Regions from separate parts of the Sus scrofa genome. Here region 1 is linked to region 2. A link is a contact called in public HiChIP or PLAC-seq data. All regions are on one chromosome and are shown on one strand. Each heading gives the region's core, a stretch centred on a gene start, on an enhancer-like site or on the middle of the called end of the contact. The rest is flanking DNA. Distances are from core to core; before and after follow the strand shown. Region 1 overlaps EPB41L2 (band 4.1-like protein 2). Region 2 overlaps LOC106508846 (a long non-coding RNA gene).

Region 1 (5,822 bases), core at 1,768-4,267, 520 kb before region 2:
GATAAACATGTCTAACTTTTGTAATAAGGAAAAATATTTAAAGAATAAAAGAAGCCACAGAGGAAAAAGGAGTATTTCATATTTGCAAAGCACTATTAAAACAGTATCAAGAATTATTAATGTGAGGTCTACAGAGGGAAGATACCTTTGGGTGAGGGTCTTTCCTAGAGGTTTCTCAAACTCATGTAATCTCGCTTCCTAAACTACACCAAAGGATTGGCAGGGCCTTTTATTGTTTATTTATTTATTTTTATTTATTTTGTCTTTTTAGGGCCGTGCTCACAGCATATGGAGGTTCCAAGGCTAGGAGTCAAATCAGAGCTGTAGCTGCTGGCCTACACCACAGCAACACGGGATTCTTAACCCACTGAGTGAGGTCAGGAATCAAACCTGTGTCCTCATGGATGCTAATCAGACTCATTTCTGCTGAGCTACGAAGGGAACTCCCTGGCAGGGTCTTTTAAAAGCAGGCACCTATAGGTTCCCTCCACACGCTAAGTCGACCCTGGATATATTTTTTAAACCCAGATGCATCTTTCACCTTGTGTCTTGTACTCCCCCACCTCCACCCCTGACTCCTCCCACTACCTGACCATCCTAGGGAATGTCTGTTACTGGCATCTTCCCCAGCAACCCTGCACCTGCTACCTCCATGATTCCATTCTTTCCCCATTGTTCACATCAGACAAAGGCCTGGAACCTGGGCCAGCCTCATTGATCTTACCAGAGGCAAAAAGCAGACCCGCAGGGAAAAGCTCAACTCTAGGGCTCCTTCGCCAGCAGTTTTTTTGGAAAGTGGTTCTATCTGCACTGCCTTGACCTTTCACAGTGGCTAAGATTTGTTCTCCTCTCCCAAGACAGAGGTGGGGGATGGGGCTGGGACAGAGGCAGCACTTGGCAAAGCAAAAACTGGACACAGAATAAAGACAGGATGTGGAGTAAAGAAGGAGGATTAAAGTAATCTTAGAGTAAGTACGTGTGAAAGGGTATCAATTTAAAAGATTAGAAAAAGAAGAATGAGTAAGGGGGGAGAATCACTGGCCCCCCCTCATAACCACAGACCCCACAATTGGAAACTCCAAGGAAATATTATAGAGATCCTTGGGTGAGTAGCATTTTCCTAAAAGTGAGCTAGGCTGGTCTAAAACTGGAGCCCTCCCAAAACTTCAGGCAACATGCTGGAAAGATGCCAATTCCCTGTTACACTCACAGTACCTTGGCATGATGCAGGTCAACACCATACATGGAAAGCCTCTTGGCATTTTCTAAGAACTGAGAATCAGCTTGTGCTGGAGATAAGCCCCTAAGAATCAAAAGAAACAATATTATCATATTGACGGACACAAAGCAAATGTGGCTAAAATAGGGAAAGTGGGGTATGAGCTTGGAGAGTTTAAGGTGGAGGGAGTGACCCAGCCATATGTGCAAACAGATAAGAAGGCTCAACTCTCAACCTCTTGCATTTTTCTTTTAAGATCCTCCAATATAAACCTATTCATGGCAAGGAGCTGCACCTTCATCTTTACACTTTATCTCAGAAACATGCTTTCAATTTTTTCCACTGGGCAAAAAAGCCCCAGCAATAATGGGTACAACATAAATTAAGAATAAAAAGTGATCTCATCTTTCTGAAATAGACAAATACTCTCCTTAATTTATTTCACTAGGATCGACCATACTAAAGATCAGAAGTACTCGGATTTGATTTTACACCTGACAGACCACATTCTGTCCATATTAAAATTATTTCCATTCTTATCTATATTCCCAACGAAATGAATCTGAAGTTCCTACAAAGCCGGGTCCATTAATCTTCATATTCCCCATGGCATCTCAGCACCTGAATTTCAATTTCAAATTACATATGTCTACTGAATAGAATGGTAATAAAGTTAATAAGAATATAAAGTCAAATATTGCACTTTTTAAAAGAAAAGTCAATGGTGGTAGTCTGCTTAAAAATCTCTAATCTCTCAAAGTACCTTTCAGATATTTCAGTCAAAATTTTTGAAAACTTCCATTTTGCAGTATGGGACAAGTTAGTTGCTGGAGTTTTAAAAACTTGTGCTTAAAAAAATTTTGTTTTCACACAGATATAAAGTTCTCAAAGTGTAATATGGTATTTAAGTAATTAAGTAATGCTAAACTAAACCAAAAGTCATCTTTTATGGGTAGAAAAACACCCGTAGATTTCAATTACCATTCCTACCTCCATTTACCACTCTTGTTTCTCTTTTTTTTAATTAAAACACAATTGATTTACAATGTTGTTATTAGTTTCTGGTGTACAGCACCGTGATTCAGTTATATGTAGATAAATATTTTTTTTTCATTATAGGTTATTACAAGATATTGACTATAGTTCCCTGTGCTACACAGTAGGTCCCTGTTGTTTATTTTATATATAACCACTCACATTTCTGATTCAAGTCTTGATGCTTCATTATCTCCCTGGCTTTCTTATCAAGTATGATAATAAAGACAATTAAAAGACAGAAGAAATACACAGTAAATGCAAACAATTGTGTGTGTGTGTGTGTGTGTGTGTGTGTGTGTGTGTGAAGGGATAGGACTGGGAGCAGGATAAAGGAGATATCACAGGGAAAAGTAAATTTTCCTGATAAATGAAAACATTTACCCTCGTGAGCATAGTTTCTCAAATAGCCATAAAGACGATGGAAGGATAGCTCAGTGACTCAAAGCTGCCTTGCCTCGCACTACGTGAAGCTCCACAAGGGTGAAATGAACAATCCCCTGAACTACACTCAAATGTCTGGCAATGTTCCAAGGGAAGCCATTTAAACCCACCATGGTTACTCCCTCTCCAGTAAGCAAGTCTACAGACCTGTGGGTTTTATACAGCTCTGCCACCTTCTCTTCCAGCTCCTTGGTCTGGGTGGGGGCAAACTGGAAGTCACTGAGGTCATTACTGTCATGCTCTTCTGGGTCATAGTCGCCAAGTTCAGCCTGCAGTGTGTAAGAGCCCAGGAGGGCGTGAGTCATAAGAGAGCAGGGCAGGCGGCCTGAGGCAATGTCCTGCCGGAGCTGAAGGCACAAGAAGTATCTGCAAGGAACAGGGGGAGAGACGGGTCAGGAGAACAATTAGTTAAGATTGTAGCACTCCTAAATATAAGTCAGATATTCCTTTGAAAACAAATATACAACATAGGCACTCTTCAAATCCAGAGCATAAAAGTCTTCTGTAAGAAAATGCCCACCTTCCTCCTTGGACTCCTAACCCTTGCTGGCTATTTACAGAAACTGAATCTAGAGGGCAAAGTAAGAGTGGAAAGTCTCAACTGCTCTTCTGACAGGTGTTATTATTACTATTATAATCAAGAGTTTAATGACTCCAAGTGAAACTCCAATCACTTAGACTGTCTCCTTGGATTTAAAAGTATAATCAAATTCAGCATGCTCCTCCAACTTGTACAGATTAATAAAATTTAAGAAATAGCTGCAGTTCTTATGCATTTGCAGGAAAAGCTAAGGTCACCCACACTTTACCCCCTCCACCTTTTTCATACTCATTTCTTTTTTTGAGACACCTTTAACAACCATTATAAGTCAGTCTCCACGTGGAAGCCCTTACTTGCCCACTGACCCTATCTAAAAAGGCAGCTAACTTAGTTTATAGTAGAAAAAGCATGGGCTTCAGAACCCAGCAGAGCTATGTGACCTTGAGCAATTGATTTACTTGCCTAAGTATAATTCCCACATATAAAATGGGAAGAACTCTATTTCCCTTTGAAGAAGAGGGTTAAAAATTAGAGAATATAAATAAAACATCTGTCTTGGAACCCGGGAATCAATAACAATTAGTATCCATAATCATATTATTAGTTACAATAATCATTCAATGTCCTAAGTGGATTATTACAGTTAGAAGATTCTGGCTTTTACTAAATAACATGCAGAAATATGTTATTTATATTCTATGAGGATTTGGGGGGGGAGGGAGGTTCCACTATTAACTCCTTTTAAAACCTGATTTCTGCTTTTGAATGTAACCATTTGCTAAGGTTAGCATCGACCCCTCCAAACAAGATGTAGCATCCTCATGCTTGAAGACCTTATACCTGTATTATTACCCCAATCTCCTGTCAAGCAGGGCAGGGACTCTATTATCATCATAATCTCAGGCTTGGCCAAGTGCTGGCCACATGGCAAGTGCTCCATGGTTTTCTAAGAATGCAAGTCGTCTCACCACTACAGTCAGAGTGTTTTTATGCCCTGCAGGAGCTCTCTTTCTAAGGAGATTATGTGTTTCCTTGACCCTAGAACAACAGAGCATCATTGCCCTTATTTGAGAAAGCTCAGTTTTGAAATGATTCCAGGTTACCCTCAATTTCTCTATGTCTAATCGAGAATAGTGCTAATTCACCACATTTTATGGCACAGTTAAGACATAAACACAAAGATTCCATTTATTACCAAATGGAAGTAAATGTTGCTCCTTTTTATATTATCATTTCTACTTTTCACATTGATCTTTTCTTCTGTTGTCAAAGCCCAAGTCTAAAAAGGCTGAAAACTTCAAACAAAAACCGTAACAGCCTCCTGAGTTTCCCAACTCCATCTCCTTCACTTTTTTTTTTTCCTTTTTAGGACCACACCTGAGGCACATGGAAGTTCGAGGGCTAGGGGTCAAATTGGAGCTGCAGCTGCTGGCCTACACCACAGCCACAGCAACACCAGATCTGAGCCACATCTGTGACCTACACCACAGCTCACGGCAATGCGGATCCTTAACCCACTGGGCAAGGCCGGGGATCAAACCCGCATCCTCATGGATACTGCTGAGGTTCTCAACCCGCTGAGCCTCAACAGGAAATGCTCCAACTCCATCTCCTCGACAGGGCAGGACAGATCATTCCTCAAACATTACTCTGAACTCTGTTCTTGCCCTCCGCAAAAGTCTATCCCATCTTCCAGATGTTCACTCAAGTCTGGTGAGGATTTCAATTGTAACGTTTAGGCTGCAAAGCTCTTCTTACAGGCTGGTCTCAGGCTGTAGCAAGAGCGTCTTAGTTATTAGCTCACTAGATTACTATCTCATTCCTCCAAAACACACAGGGAGACTGTTCAAGGTCCATCTAAAAGAATACCAAAGCACTTTCCCGGTGCCATAAAGTTGCAATCACCAAAGGATTATCATCCCTCAAAGGAATCACTGTAAGGGGGAGTGTATGTACAGACAGGGCGTTAGATCACAAAGCCCCAATTATGTGCACTGGTCAAGGACACTCTGCGGTGAGGCTCTACAGCATACGCACAGCAACCCGTCAAAAGTTTCATGCTCTGAGCAGCTCACTGAGTGATGGCAAAGTGCTATTTATTATTTATTATTAATTAGCTGAAGCTAATTCAATCACAACTCAATTAGTATCAGTAAATCCTTATTCAGCAATAACCAATAACGGGTGTGTGTGTGGGTAGGGTGCTGTCATTTGCCCAACCTTGGGAAGAAATCTCTCTCATTCTTCGTTCACGTGGATATCATACACTTGTTTAAATACCTACCCAGCTTCATGTCTGACAGCAGAACTGGCCTAGCAGCAAACAGGAACCACAAAAATCAAAAACAGAGTCTTTTGCTAATACCAATTTTCTAAAAGTATATACAAAGAACACAGTTTTCCCTGGCCAGGTAAATAACCTTTTAAAAAATAGATAAAAATCACCTTATGGACCTACTCTTACCAAAGCTAAAGAGCCTTATCACTGGTACTCAGCTTAATAGGGCTAAGATATCAAGGCCCTTGTAGATATGAATGTTCCTTGGTTACCATTCAAATACTCAGTCACTCTCAAAACCCACA
Region 2 (5,569 bases), core at 1,763-4,262:
GATTCTCTTAGTCTTGCACAGATACTATGCAAAGTTTTTGGAATACAGCCCCCACGAAGAGCTCCTCATGAGAGTTTTTGAACGTGGTTGTGGGGACTGGGGTGTCCAGGGAGGGGGCAAGGAAAAATTAACAAATTAAAAACAACAAAATATTAAACATGGCTGCAAGACACCTGACACTTTTTGAAATCAGAGAATTTAGGAAGGGACAAAGGAAAAGAAAGAGGAGAGAGGAGTTCCCACCCTGGCTCAGTGGTAATGAACCCAACTAGCATCTCTGAAGACACACGTTCCATCCCTGGCCTTGCTCAGTGGGTTAAGGATCCGGCGTTGCTGTGAGCTGTGGTGTAGGTCGCAGACGTGGCTCAGATCCCTCCTTGCTGTGGCTGTGGTGTAGGCTGGCAGCTGCAGCTCCAATTCAACCCCTAGCCTGGAAACTTCCATATACTGTGGGTGCAGCCCTAAAAAGACAAAAAAAAAAAAAAAAGAGAAAAGAAAGAAGTATATCCAACACTTTATAGATATTATTACATAATAAATAATGCCATCATGATATACCAAATACATTGAGAATGTCGATCTTCTTTTAGATATGAGAAAACTGAGGCTTTGCACCTGGGATTTAAATCCACATCCATCTATCCTAAGAACATACACTGTTTTTAATTTAATGTAGTGATGGGAACAATGGGGATAGGGAGAGACTTAGTAAACTTTTGGGTTATCTTTAAAAAAGTATTAATTGAATACCCAGTCTGCAGAATGAGATTTAGAACTGTGAAAATTTTCCCCCTTGGACTTTAATTAGAGATGTCTGATTTTTTTCCTCTACATAAATTCAAATCTTTATACTATGGACATTTACTGGACAAATTTGAAATGAGGACATAAATGTTTCCGGATATTTCTTCCCTCTCCTGAAAATTTTGCTGATTTGTTCTTGATAGTTCCTATAAATACCTCTGTGGGATGGGAAAGTGTAAAGTTAGGAGGAATGACCCGGCCAGAATGAACTATGATTCATGATAACATGTAATTCCCTTAAATGTTTAAATTTAAAATCCGTGTAAATGAATAACCTTTTAAAAGACATGCTGCATCACCAGTGGAGTTTGACAAATGCTTCTAATTACTTAATGCATTACATAGGTAAGAAAGCTAAATACTCTTAGACCTCATTGCTATTTCAGATCAAATGAGAGATGGGTGCATTGATTTGCCATGCATGTTTGTGTGTGTGTGTGTGTGTGTGTGTGTGTGTGTGTAGAATTCATTCAAAGAAACTTTTGAAATCTCAGATGTAAAAAGAGATTAAATTCCACGTGGAATGTGAAAAAAACTCTTCAATTGGTTAATACTGACAATTCTCAACTATAGCTACAATTTATTTTATGTTAAATTATATTCTAAAGCTAATTTGTCTGTTCTTTTACGAGATTAATTTATTATATGTAATCTAGCGCCCCCTTGTGTAATAGATTTTATTAACAAAGTTTGGGAACCAGTATTTGTATACTACGGATACTTTCCTGTAAATCATGTATCTGATAAAGTTTTGGTATCCGTGGCATATAAAGAATTCTTACAGGAGTTCCCGTCGTGGTGCAGTGGTTAACAAATCCGACTAGGAACCATGAGGTTGCGGGTTCGATCCCTGGCCTTGCTCAGTGGGTTAAGGATCCGGAGTTGCCGTGAGCTGTGGTGTAGGCCGGCAGCCACAGCTCCGATTAGACCCCTAGCCTGGGAACCTCCATATGCCACCGCAGTGGCCCAAGAAAATAGCAAAAATACAAAAAAAAAAAAAAAAAGCAATGAATTTGAATATGCATTTTTTCTCTAAATGTATATTCTTACATGGCCAATGAGCACATGAAAATATGGTCACATTTGTCCTTAGAGAAACGTAAAATAAAACCACAATCCAATAGCACTTCACATCTTCTTGGATGGCTTATATATTGTGTTTTGATTTCCAATTTTAGTCCTTGGATCATGGTATTATTTTATCTTTATTTTTTGGTTTGTATTTCCAAAGTCATACACAATAAAAAAAATATAGAAAGGAGCAAGGTTGAAATTTTCAGGTTTCATGCTTTGCCTATAACTGTCATTGAACCAAAACCACGTATGCATTGGAACGTTTCTTAAGAAAATCAGATTCATTCTCAGGAGGGAGGAAAAATAACTTTGTAAAACAGGAGAATTAGTTCTCAGAGATTCTTGGAATTTCAGGGTAAGAAGAAATTGTGGTGATGGAGCGAGGGGCAGAATGTGGCTGACATTTGTTTTTCCTGTGCAAATACAGCTGTCACTGTGTGGTGTGGCACAGGCTACAGGGCATGGTTAGTCCTTCCATGGAGCATGGGTTTATGACAGACTTCTCTTTTTTTAAAAAATTGTGGTACACATACAGAGAACAAACTACTCATTACCAGTAAGACGGGGAGGGGCAACATAAGAGGTGGAGAAGTGGGAGTTACAAACTATTGGGTGTAAGATAGGCCACAAGGATGTATTGTACAACACAGGAATATAGCCAATATGCTAACAGTAAGTGGAGTGTAACCTTTAAAAACTGCATATGTTGGGAAAATGAGTCATCGTCTGTGAGTCTCCTCTTCAGGAAATATTGCTGTAAGACAAAAATCAGTTGAGCAAATATAGTTTGGGGTGCTTTGTTCAAAAAATGTGATAAAAATCACGTAACATAAAATTTACCGTCTGAACCATTTGTAAGTGTGTAGAGTACAGTAGTGATAGGCAGAGGTACTTTGCTGTGCACCAGAACTCTAGACCTTTTCATCTTGTAAAATAGAAACCCTGTATCCATTGAACAACTCCCCTTTTCCCTTCCTGACAGTTTTCCTTTTTTCAGGAAATCTCATGTGAACACCAATATGTGAAGAGGTAGAAGCTATGTTGCCGTAATCCATGGCAAGGGAGGTGGCACCCTTTCCCTGGGACCCCCCTCCCTGTTGATGCTCAGGCTTGTGCACTCTGTGACTCTAGGCTTTTCAAGACTGTGGTTTCACACAATCAGAGACTTAGCTCTTCCCCACTGTAAAGGGTAGAACAGTACCCTATCTATCCCCCAAGTTCATATGTTGACGTCTCAACCCCCAGTACCTCAGAATGAGATCCTATTTGGCAATAGGGTCTTTATAGAGGTAATCAAGTTAATATGTGGTCATTAGGGTACACCCTAATCCAACAGGACTGGCGTCCTTATAAAAGGGGGAAATTTGTGACAACCAAGGCAGAGGTGGCGGTGATGCTTCTAAAAACCAGAGCACCTAGAATTGCTCATAAACCACCAAAAGCTGAGGAGAGATTCTCTCTCACAGCCCTCAGAAAGAACCAGTCCTACTGACACTTTCACCTTGGACTTCTAGCTTCTAGAACTGTGAAAGAATAGATTTCTATTTTTTTTGATGACAGCCCTAGCCAGCTAATACTCCCACATTTCCCATCAGTGAAGCTGTGGATTGCTATGGCTGCTGGATATGGCCAACACAGCCAACAGAGACTTAAGTTTTAGGCTGAGTAGTTACAAATCCCCAGAGATATGACAACTTTGTACTATAATGCAGTTACAGGTTATGGAAAATAATTAACTCAGTGAAAAATGTGCTTTCTAATTGGCCATAAAGGAGAGCAGAATATGCACCCCCAAATATGCCTCTTTGGCATAAGGATTGTCTTGAGCTGGTCTTTTTTAAGAAATAGCAGACACAAGGGAAGCTTTGAAAACTGAACAGAAGTTACCCTTTGGTCAGGGACATTTCCATTTATCAGGGAAATCTTCATTGGTGAGGGTGTCTCCCTCTCTGTACCAGAAAGAGAAAGATGATGAAATTGCTACAATCTCTTGTCAGTGGAGAAGGCAGCAACTTAAATTGATATAATAATTAAGTGAAATCTTTTTTAAAATTGTTATTTCCCCAATACAGTTTTTTTTCTACTGTACAGCATGGTGACCCAGTTACACATATATGTACACATTCTATTTTCACACATTATCATGCTCCATCATAAGTACTAGACATAGTTCCCAGCACTACACAGCAGAATCTCATTGCTAATCCATTCCAAAGGCAATAGTTTGCATCTATTAACCCAAAGCTCCCCATCCACCCTACTCCTCCCCCTCCCCCTTGGCAACCACAAGTCTATTCTCCAAGTCCAGGATTTTCTTTTCTGTGGAAAGGTTCATTTGTGCCATATGCTAGATTCCTGATATAAGTGATAACATATGGTATTTGCGTTTCTCTTTCTGACTTGACTTTACTCAGTATGAGAGTCTCTAGTTCCATCCATGTTGCTGCAAATGGCATTATCGTGTTCTTTTTATGGCTGAGTAGTATTCCATTGTGTATATATACCATATCTTCCTGATCCAATCATCTTAGGTGGACATTTGGGTTGTTTCCATGTCTTGCCTATGGTAAATAGTGCTGCAATCAACATGCGGGTGCACGTGTCTTTTTTAAGGAAAGTTTTGTCTGGATATATGCCCAAGAGTGGGATTGCTGGGTCATATGGTAGTTCTATGTATAGATTTCTAAGGTACCTCCATGCTGTTCTCCGTAGTGGTTGTACCAGCTTACATTCCCACCAACAGTGCAGGAGGGTTCCCTTTTCTCCACACCCCCTCCAGCATTTGTTATTTATTAATGATGGCCATACTGACTGGTGTGAGGTGGTATCTCGTGGTAGTTTTGATTTGCATTTCTCTAATATGATATCAGGGATATTGGCCATCTGTACATCTTCCTTGGAAAAATGTCTATTCATGTCTTTTGCCCATTGGGTTGTTGGTTTTTTTGCTGTTGAGTTGTATACGTTGCTTGTATATTCTAGAGATTAAGCCCTTGTCAGTTGCATCATTTGAAACCATTTTCTCCCATTCTGTAAGTTGTCTTTTTGTTTTCTTTTTGGTTTCGTTTGCTGTGCAAAAGCTTGTCAGTTTGATTAGGTCCCATTGGTTTATTTTTGCTTTTATTTCTGTTGCTTGGGAGACTGACCTGAGAAAACATTTGGAAGGTTGATGTTAGAGAGGGTTTTGGCTATGTTCTCTTCCAGGAGTTTGATGGCGTCTTGTCTTATATCTAAGTCTTGAAGCCATTTCGAGTTTATTTTCATGCATGGTGTGAGGGTGTGTTGTAGTTTCATTGATTTGCATTCAGCTGTCCAGGTTTCCCATCAATACTTGCTGAAAAGACTGTCTTTTCCGCATTTTATGTTCTTGCCTCCTTTGTCAAAGTTTAATTGACCATAGATTTCTGGGTTCTTTATTCTGTTTCATTTGTCTGTATTAAATTGACATAATAATTAAACCCTTGTTTACTATGTTTTGCCTGACGACTTCCTATAACTGGAAAATTAGGTTTCCTCCCCTTCATCTAGCAGCTTTCTTAACATTTATTTTTATGTAGAAAATTGTTTTTTTTTTTTTTTTTTTGTCTTTTTGTCTTTTGTTGTTGTTGTTGTTGCTATTTCTTGGGCCGATTGTTAGTGCTTTAATCTCATTTTAATCTCGCCAGGCTAACATTTTAATGGGACTGTCTTG

Evidence for each region. HiChIP or PLAC-seq counts read pairs in DNA pulled down with a chosen protein or histone mark.
Region 1: an H3K27ac HiChIP or PLAC-seq map of alveolar macrophages shows a contact between it and region 2. The contact joins two enhancer-like sites. A contact is called at or near these places in 17 of 47 Hi-C or Micro-C datasets (adipocytes, alveolar macrophages, blood and 10 more) and 2 of 2 datasets of contacts at active chromatin or transcription factors (alveolar macrophages and skeletal muscle).

Annotation. Positions count from the first base shown.
Region 1 is chr1:32,567,961-32,573,782 of Sscrofa11.1, reverse strand. EPB41L2 (band 4.1-like protein 2) reads right to left here. Exons shown (of 18, transcript XM_021088293.1): 7 at 2,846-3,064; 8 at 1,216-1,303. Among named protein-coding and RNA genes, the nearest start is that of SMLR1, 140 kb to the left of the region's middle. Within about 2 kb of position 3,017, at least 13 of the 83 cell types and tissues checked have an H3K27ac peak or open chromatin away from gene starts, as enhancers often do. A contact at or near this core is called in alveolar macrophages, where this site is marked.
Region 2 is chr1:32,046,789-32,052,357 of Sscrofa11.1, reverse strand. All of the region lies in intron 4 of LOC106508846 (a long non-coding RNA gene), which reads left to right. Among named protein-coding and RNA genes, the nearest start is that of ARG1, 29 kb to the right of the region's middle. Within about 2 kb of position 3,012, at least 3 of the 83 cell types and tissues checked have an H3K27ac peak or open chromatin away from gene starts, as enhancers often do. A contact at or near this core is called in alveolar macrophages, where this site is marked.